Regions from separate parts of the Sus scrofa genome. Here region 1 is linked to region 2. Evidence: chromatin contacts called from public HiChIP or PLAC-seq data. All regions are on one chromosome and are shown on one strand. Each heading gives the region's core, a stretch centred on a gene start, on an enhancer-like site or on the middle of the called end of the contact. The rest is flanking DNA. Distances are from core to core; before and after follow the strand shown. Region 1 overlaps PACRG (parkin coregulated gene protein). Region 2 has its middle 540 kb from the start of QKI.

Region 1 (4,160 bases), core at 904-3,403, 760 kb before region 2:
AACATAGGAAGATCTTTCATTAGAATCCCAGGAAGCCCTCAGCGTCTACATTTTATTAAGCCACAATTGTTACTTTAGAACAAGGCCTTATGCCTCTTGGTATATACTTAAAACTTGCAAAGTGCTTTTTAATGTCTAAAATTTGAAGCCAGCATTAGAAATTTGCAGTTACCCTACCTTGGTCCGCTCCAGAGGTTTCCACCCCCTCAACCTAAGTAAACTGGCCTTAACTTCACATGCAATTCTCTAAATGAATGTTCCCAAAAATACAATAAGGATAACTGGATTTTTTTTTTCACTTCAGTTATTTTAATTGCAGAAACTATATTTTGCTTTGGCATCAGGGTAAATAGCAATTTAGCCCAGAGAAAGCCTCTTTGACCCAGGTCATTGAATGATTTTTATTAGTACACACACACACAGACACACACACACAGACACACACAGTCTGAGAAACTCCCAAGGATCTTTTCCCTGGGAAAAAGAATGCTGCTTGCATTGATCAATACACTTTCTTGCTTCCTTCACTTTGACTGGATCCTGAAACGCATGCAAGGGAGCTTTACTGGGTGTCAGGAGACCTGGGTTCAGGGCACACTTCTAGCACAGAGCTATGCAATCTCTGGAAGATTCTAGACCCCTTGACTTCAAGTCCTAATCCCTAATACAGAGAGATTGGTTTGCCAACTAGATTTTAAAATACTCACAAACTCAACATAATCATTTTTAAATCCAGGAATTAAACCTAAAGAAATAATTAAAGGTAGAGATAGACTGAAATCATTAGATATTTTAAATTTGTTTTTAGTAACAATGACGAAACAGAAATAAGTAAAATGCCCACCAATATGGAAATGGTGAAGTAAATTATATTTTATTCCCTTGATGGAATATTACATTGCTATTTAAAGTGAAACATTTTAAGGATATGATAAAAGCAAGATAAAAAGTTTAAAATTAAGGTATGAAAATGAATATAATATAACTTTTTTTTTTTTTTTTTTTTTTTTTTTTTTGCTTTTTAGGGCCACACCCGCAGCATATGGAGATTCCCAGACTAGGAGTCTAATCTGAGCCACAGCTGCAGGCCTACACCAGAGCCACGGCCACACCAGATCCGAGCCACATCTGCGACCTACACCACAGCTCATGGCAACACCAGATCCTGCTGCTGAGTGAGGCCAGCGATTGAACCTGCAACCACACGGTTCCTAGTTGGATTCATTTCTGGTGTGCCACGACGGGAACTCCGTATATAATATAATCCAAATTGTGTGTTACTATGTGTGTGTTAAATACACATATATGCGCACACACGCATACATCAGAAGGAAATGCATTTAAATGCAATAATAATGGCTATTTCTTGGAAGGGAGGGTATAAAGGATTGCCTTTGGTTCTTTTGCTTACCATCTCTTCCATAACGAACTGTAAAATGAGAGAAGAAAAGTTGTTTTAAAAATTAAATTTTGAGATTCGTCTAGATTATGTCAAAATTTCTCTATAATTCTAAACATCTATTGCATTTATGAGCCAATTAAAAATTCAAAAATAACGAATAGGTTTTAGAATTTCCAAAAGTAGTCTGTCCGTAGAATAGAGACACTTTGTGCCATGATCTTTTCTCCTCCGGGGCTAGACTGTAGCAGACCTTGCGCCTGGGTTATAAAGATACCATACCCCCTTTTAGAAGCCAAAGCATGGCCATTCTCCACGGTTTAGGCGGGTCTGCTTCAGGCTTTGAATCCTGCAATAAGGTAGAGCCTCCTGGCTTAGGTCCTTGCTCTCCATCTCCTCACGTATTTCAAAAGATTTTGCCTCAAGGCCTCCAGGTCGTGGGATAAGAATTCAAGTCACTGCTTCCCTTTTTGTAGGAAGTACTTTCGAGGACCCTCCCTCTACACCTCCAAGCAGGAGAGTACTTAGTGGGTGTCTGGAAGCTCCCAAACCAGCAACTTCCACCCACACGTGTCCAGCAATTCGTGAGTCCCTGGGTTAAAATTTGCATCTAGGGTGGCGGTGTCTCATTCTTCCCATTTCTTCGAGCAGCGCCCTGGGCTCCCAGAGCGAAGATAATTCAGTGCATAGAGGGTGGCACACACTCCCTGGGGCAGCTGCTAGCAGAACGTTTATGACAAGGCAAAGCTCCCAGAGCCATCCGCTGTCATTTCACGACCCTGTGCAAGACGAGGCCAGGCTCAGGAAGCGTCGGCCAGCCACAGAGCGCCGCGCCAGGAATTCCGGGTCCCTGGAAAGGGTTTCTTCTGTATGATGTCCTTTCCCACTTACTTGGAAACACGTGTCACCACCCAGTCTGAGAACAGAACAGCACATGGAGAATCTGACTTTTCAAAACTTCAGTTCCCAACGCCTGGTCACAGACTCATAGACACTTCCTCCTCCCACAGACCCATCAGTCACTTCCCTGCTCTGGCCAAACCATGCCAGGGGCATGGCTGACTCAGAGAAAGGGGCATCTGGTCTAGAGGCCCTTGCAGAAGAAGCCCAGACTCCTCCGCTTCAAGCCACGTTGTCCCCGTGAGGAAATTACTTCGGGTACCCAACTTAAACTGCTCCTAAGCGTTTGTGGGTTTCTTTTTATTCAATTCTCATTCGAAGTAGAAAATAGCTGGGCACTATCTCTGACCCTCACTCCTGTCACTGTCACTGATGCTGCCTCTGCCGTTACCTCAATTACCTCATTTAATCTCACAGCAATCATAAGAAGGAGGCCTTGGCTTTACCTTATTATACATCAGAAAACTTAAGCTCCAAGAGATGAAAGCATTTGTCCAACGTAGAGCTGGGTAAGAGCAGAGCTGAACTGCCAGTTTTTTCCATGATGCCATGTTGCCAAATCGTATATCTTATATACCTGAAAGCTGCTCAACTTCCTGAGTCTTCATGAGGTGAAATTATCCTTGTCTCTCATCCTTCTCCTAACCTGGATTTCTGCGTCTCTTAAATCCCTGCCGATATCTGCGTGTTGAGAGGAAGGCTACCACTGTTAGTATTTTCCCCCGAGACCTGCCCTTGCAGATAACTGGGTTTGGCCTTGGCGGGGGTGGAGGAAGGAGAGTTAATTTTAAAACCTGGGGAGCAGTGTCAGCTCTGAAATCTCCTTAGGGAGGTGAGCCGGTCGGAAGGGAGCTTGGGAGACTCCCCTGGAAGCTGTGTTTGCAGAGAAGCACAGTCTTTGCTTTGCTTATGTGTGTATTTGAGTCGGCTTCCGGGGGTGACCCAGGAAGGCTGGAGATGGTGGTGAGTGAATCCCCGACCCGGGTCGCCCTGGATGCTGCCACTCCTGAGGAATTTTTGGAGACAGTTATTTTTGGTGGAAGGCGTCGTGGGATTTCTCTGGTAGCCCAAGGGGTGCATAAAAGTAGCTGTTGAGATCCAGGCAGACAGTAAGCTGCCGTGAGAAAACCAAGCGTCCCGTAAGCTGCAAAGCAGCCAGGCCTTTGAGCCCTGGTCCACGACACTGTGAAACGTAAGGAAGGGTTAGGCCAGATGGGCTCTGAGCGACACTGGACGGAAGAGCAGGCACAGCGCTGCTTCCTCAGGCAGCCTCCCCGTGGACGAGCCTGGCGTTTTCGCTTATTAGCCCACATTTTGCTTCTGCGACATAGTGAGTCAGAAGATAAATAGGCCGTTTTGATTTTGGATTTCTTATCTCGGATGCTAAAATCATTTAATGTTTCCATTCTCCTGTGCAGAGCCCAGGTAAAAAGATTTTTCTGTTTATTTCCAAGCACGTACCTAATTTAGAGGTTTTGACTTCCACGTCAAAATAACCCTACTGAGAGAAATAACAGAATACAAGTAGAAGAGTTAGGATTAGTCAATGTTAGTTTCTGTGTCTTGCTTTCCCTTACCTGTGGGGCGTCTTTGCACACAAACATTCACTTCTTTATTCTAATAGCTCTTTTATTTCTTCAGGTGCCCATGACCATGGGCGGGACAAATATACAAACATGTCTCTGATTCTCTTGCCATAACATTTGCTTCAAGAGAAAATTGTGCCATCTCGGGCTAAGTCACAAGAGCAAAACTTCCCCTTTCTTTGGTCAGTGACACTCTGCCCAATAGTGGAGGACAAAGGAAAATTCCCAGACAGCACACCAGCCTGGTCATGTGCTGGGCTTGTCTTCTTTTGATT
Region 2 (4,534 bases), core at 1,971-4,470:
CCAGTGCTAGATTTAGGTCCTGGAAACTGGAGTTCTTGTCCCACAGGCCTCACAACTCAGTCTCTGAGAGCCTTGGTTCTTTTATCAACGAAACAAGGGGAGGAGTAAAAGGTCTCCTGAGTTCTTTGGCATTCCAATATTCTCTGATTTTAAGTCTTTTGGATTGTACCAAAAAATAACCATTGACTGTCATCAAAGTGGGAACATCTCCTTATATCTAAGCCAGCTCTAGAAAAGATATATTGAAGAGAAAGGCATGAAGTGACAGCAAGGAGCAGTATAAATGTCCCAGAGAAGATGGGCATTTTTCTCTGGGGACTCAAAAATATTAGCAGTTTACCAGAAAGCTAAACTACTGGAGTGAGATGACATTTGTAGAAGATTCACATAGTAAATTCTCAAAAATGATAACTGGGGTTATCATCTCTATGGAGAAGATGAAGGAGGTGTGCCACTTTAAAAGTGATAGCCTCCCTACACTCCCCCAAACACACACACACACACACAAACACACACACACCCCTACACCTTTCCCCATCAGTCTGGCTTCTCAGGCAGCTATATCTCTTAATACCTTCTACAGGAAACTTTCAGGCCTTACTAAACAGGTGCATTTGATAATATATTTAATACACTTAAACTTAACTATCCTCTGCTCTTGATTGGCATGTTCCGGTTGCCCTAAAACTCAACCATAGGGAAAAACAATCAACTTGAGTTGCCCTGACAACCTATAGCATCTCATTTGTGTGTCGTAAGAAAGACTGCTCTGAAATTCATCCAGCAAGTTGGTAGAAGTTGGTGCCTGAAAGTTTATGGACGAAGTACAATTTGTAGCACAGGGTAATCGAATCAGAAGTGTGTCATCCCCAAGGAAATAGAAAATAAAAAATATTTTTTGATGGGGGTTTTGCTTGTTTTGGAAAGCCAGCCAAATCTCAAACTCTTTTTTAGAGATGGGTTGATTGTTGGAAGGGTGGGGTTTCTTGTGTGAAGAGGGGGAGCCTGGATAATGAGGCATAAGGAAAGGACTAAAATGCTTCTTCTCTCCAATATCCACCCTTCTGCAGTTAACTAAAAAACTAAATATTCTTCAAATGCAAAGATCATACTGGAGAATAATGGGATTATTTTATTGCTCAAAAATTGGAAAGCTCTCCGCAGATTAATGGCTTCCTGCCTTTTTTTCCCCTGGGTCCCTCAGTGTCTTTTCTAGCCTTATGAGCAAACTTAGGAATGTGGTCCACATCCCTTTTCTCCCATGTGTGCCTCACTTCCTTGGCATCTGGCTCTTACCTTTACTGAGTCTCTCCCAGGTCTTATCAGGTCTTCTCTCCAGACCTCACTCTTCTCTATTCCTCCGTGCATTTGACCTGTGCAACAGCTGCATTCTTAGATTTCTCTTGACCTCACACAGTCCCACCTCCCCGTCTTCTCTGACTGCATCCCACACTCACTCCTCTTCCTCTATACACTTCTGATCTGCAGGAACTCATCCCGCAGCTTTCTTTTCCTCACTCCATTTATTTTATTCTCTTCATGATCTCAAACAATTCCTGGTACTTTGACTCTCCCAACTCTGGACATTCAACTCCTGTATCTGTCTCTCTAGCTTTGCTCTTTCTACTTTAAACTCTTTAGGTTCCAAATCTATATTTTAAGCTTCCTACAAGGTACAAGATATATGACTGTCATATCAATCTCTAAGATGGCAGTGGAAATAAAAATTAGAAAAAGTTGGATGAACACTCTAGCAAAAGAGTGTTTAGAATTTTGAAGGTCACTGGATGTGGACGACAGGGAGAAAGAACCATCAGAGACTACCTGTTGTGTGGGGTCTGTGTGAGTGATGGGCACAGCTCTCAGAGGCCTTGCAATGGGGCCCTTCCTCTTTTTTTCTAAGAATGATGTTTTTCTTGAAGATCTTATTCACTCCTTGGGTCCGACCTCTATGAAGACAACACACACAGCTTTCTCTTGACGTGTCTTTTTTTTAAATAAATTTTATTGGATTGCAGGGGACTTAAATGTGTTAGTTTCAAGTGTGCAGCAAAGTAAACCAGGCATACATATACATATATATTTACTCTTTTTCAGATTCTGTCCCCATATAGGCTGTCACGGAGTATTGAATACATTTCCCTAAGCTATATAGTAGGTCCTTATTACTGATCAGCTTTGTTTATTGCAGTGTGTATAAGCCAATCCCCACCTCGAAATCCATCCCTCCCCCCAACCTTTCCCCCTTGGTGACCAAAAGATTGGCTTCAAAATCTTTGAGTCTGTTTCTGTTTTGTGAATAAGTTCTTTCACATCGTTTTAAAGTTTGATTCCACGTTTTAGTGATCGCACATGGTACTTGTCTTTCTCTTTGACAGGTTTTTTATGGGAGTTCCAGTTCTATAGGAACAGCTGGACATCCATGCAATGCTCTCCTGACACTTTACTTTCAGTGCATCTAAAAGGAAACTGCTTATGTTCCTCCCCAAATTTTACTTCTTTACAGTATTAGGCTGTCTTCCTCGTCATCACCATAACTTCTCAGGTCTGAAACCTGAAATTGATCTCTTTGTACTCTGTCATTTATCCTACCCCTATGTGACATGAGGGTGACTTTTGAGGTTTTGCTCTGTAATACTCCTCCCCCTTGTCTCCGCTTTACCATTGCCAGTGTCTCCTTTTTGGCTTGATTCCATCATGGTGGATTAGACGATCATGCAGACGCTTCACCCTCTCATGCTCATTCCCGTGTGAGTGGTGGATGAGCTTGCTCTTCACTCGAGGCTTGACCAGGTGACGTACTGAGCCAATAGGATATGAACAGCTCTGACTGTACAGAGTTTGGAATGTGCTTACACAGCTGTGCTTGTGCTCTTGTGTGTCAGTCACTGTGCATCTGCCCTTGCCAGACAAAGGAGGGCATAGGGCAGCCCACTGGTCCTAGGAGAGGGGTGGAAGCCCAGCTAACCTGCAGATCTGTGACCTAAATAAAAGCTTATTTATGTATGCTGCTGCTAACTTTCATGGTAGTTTGTTATGCAGCATTATCAGGACTCTAGTTAAGAGCATACCTCTGTTTCTGTTCTAATAAATCCCTGCTTGTAATTCTGTTTCCTCTCTGTCTCAACCCCGCCTCTCCTTCACACATTGTAGACTGCTGTTCTCAAAGCACAGCTGTAGTTGGGGAGTCTCCGGGAACAGCTCAACCACTGTCAGGGGCTTGTTATTACTCATTGTCTGATTCACCTCCACAGACTGTCAGCTGGAGCCCTGCATGATACAGCTCATCCTCTATTTCAGGGGCCATCTCACTCTTTTTCTGCACGTAGACCACAGGCAAACCCAAGTGCCGACACACCCAGAGTTTTTGCTTATCGAGTCTTTCCACACATTGTTTCATTAGCTTGGATTGTCTGCTCAAGCGGTTGGTCAGATTTCAAAATCCTAAATATTTTTCTTTTTTCCCATTTTTTAAAAGTTTATTGAAGTAGTGTTGACTTACAAGGCTGTGATAGTTTCTGCCATACAACAAAGTAATTCTGCTATACATGTGCACACACCCATCATCTTTCAGATCCTTTTCCCACATAGATTATCACAGAATATTGGGTAGAGCTCTCTGTGCTATACAGCAGGTATATACTTCAGTGTGCTTATGCCAACCCCAAACCCCTAGTCCATCCCCCCACCACCCCTGTCCCGTGATAACTGTAAGTTTGTTTTCAAAGTCTATGGGTCTGTTTCTGCCATTTATAGCACATGGATGGACCTAGAAATTATCCTACTAAGTGACGTTAGACAGTGAAAGACCAACATCATGCGATACCACTTGTATGTGGAATCTACAGAAAGGATACAAATTAACTTATTCATGGAACAGAAACGGACTAAGTATCTTTCAAGATGCACCCTCCACACTCTCTCTCCATAAATTCTTTGCCATTCTGTGGACACCACGTGTAAGATGATCTTTTCCTCCTTTCAACACCATTAGATTTTTTTTTTCAAATTTATGACACTCACTTTTTTTACACACTTGTCCTCTTCCTGTTTTTCCATCACTCCCACTTCATTCTCCCCAAACACTCCTATCGGCCTGATTTTATGTCTTTTTTTTCCCTGTCTTTTCTATAGTTTGAAAATCAGTACGTAACAAAGCAGGGTTTCAACTTTTGTTCAAATCGAGTTGAAAAAAGTAAATGATAGTTTCTCCAATACCTTAAAAAAAAAATCATTTGCAGTCAAAAAAGGGACTTTTAAATTGTTTTGATGGTGGGGAAAGTACTATATGCTGTAAATGAGTAATCCTGTATCTGGAGTACTTCACTCCAGTAGGAATCTTAGCATGAACTCAGGCTGTGTGACGTCTCAGGGTTTCTAGGATGTGGGCAGAGAGGAAGCTAGGACTTGGTGAGGCATAGAAAGACAAGCCTTTCCTACTCTGCCATGACTCTCCAGACTGATGCAAGCTCAGTGACGAGAGCAGAAGTTTCTATGAAAGTAGAAAGTATCTCCAGATCAAAGTAGGTTCCTT

The links. HiChIP or PLAC-seq counts read pairs in DNA pulled down with a chosen protein or histone mark.
Region 1: an H3K27ac HiChIP or PLAC-seq map of alveolar macrophages shows a contact between it and region 2. The contact joins two enhancer-like sites. A contact is called at or near these places in 2 of 2 datasets of contacts at active chromatin or transcription factors (alveolar macrophages and skeletal muscle).

Annotation. Positions count from the first base shown.
Region 1 is chr1:5,098,379-5,102,538 of Sscrofa11.1, reverse strand. All of the region lies in intron 4 of PACRG (parkin coregulated gene protein), which reads left to right. Among named protein-coding and RNA genes, the nearest start is that of QKI, 220 kb to the right of the region's middle. Within about 2 kb of position 2,153, at least 8 of the 83 cell types and tissues checked have an H3K27ac peak or open chromatin away from gene starts, as enhancers often do. A contact at or near this core is called in alveolar macrophages, where this site is marked.
Region 2 is chr1:4,342,252-4,346,785 of Sscrofa11.1, reverse strand. No RefSeq gene overlaps it. Among named protein-coding and RNA genes, the nearest start is that of QKI, 540 kb to the left of the region's middle. Within about 2 kb of position 3,220, at least 5 of the 83 cell types and tissues checked have an H3K27ac peak or open chromatin away from gene starts, as enhancers often do. A contact at or near this core is called in alveolar macrophages, where this site is marked.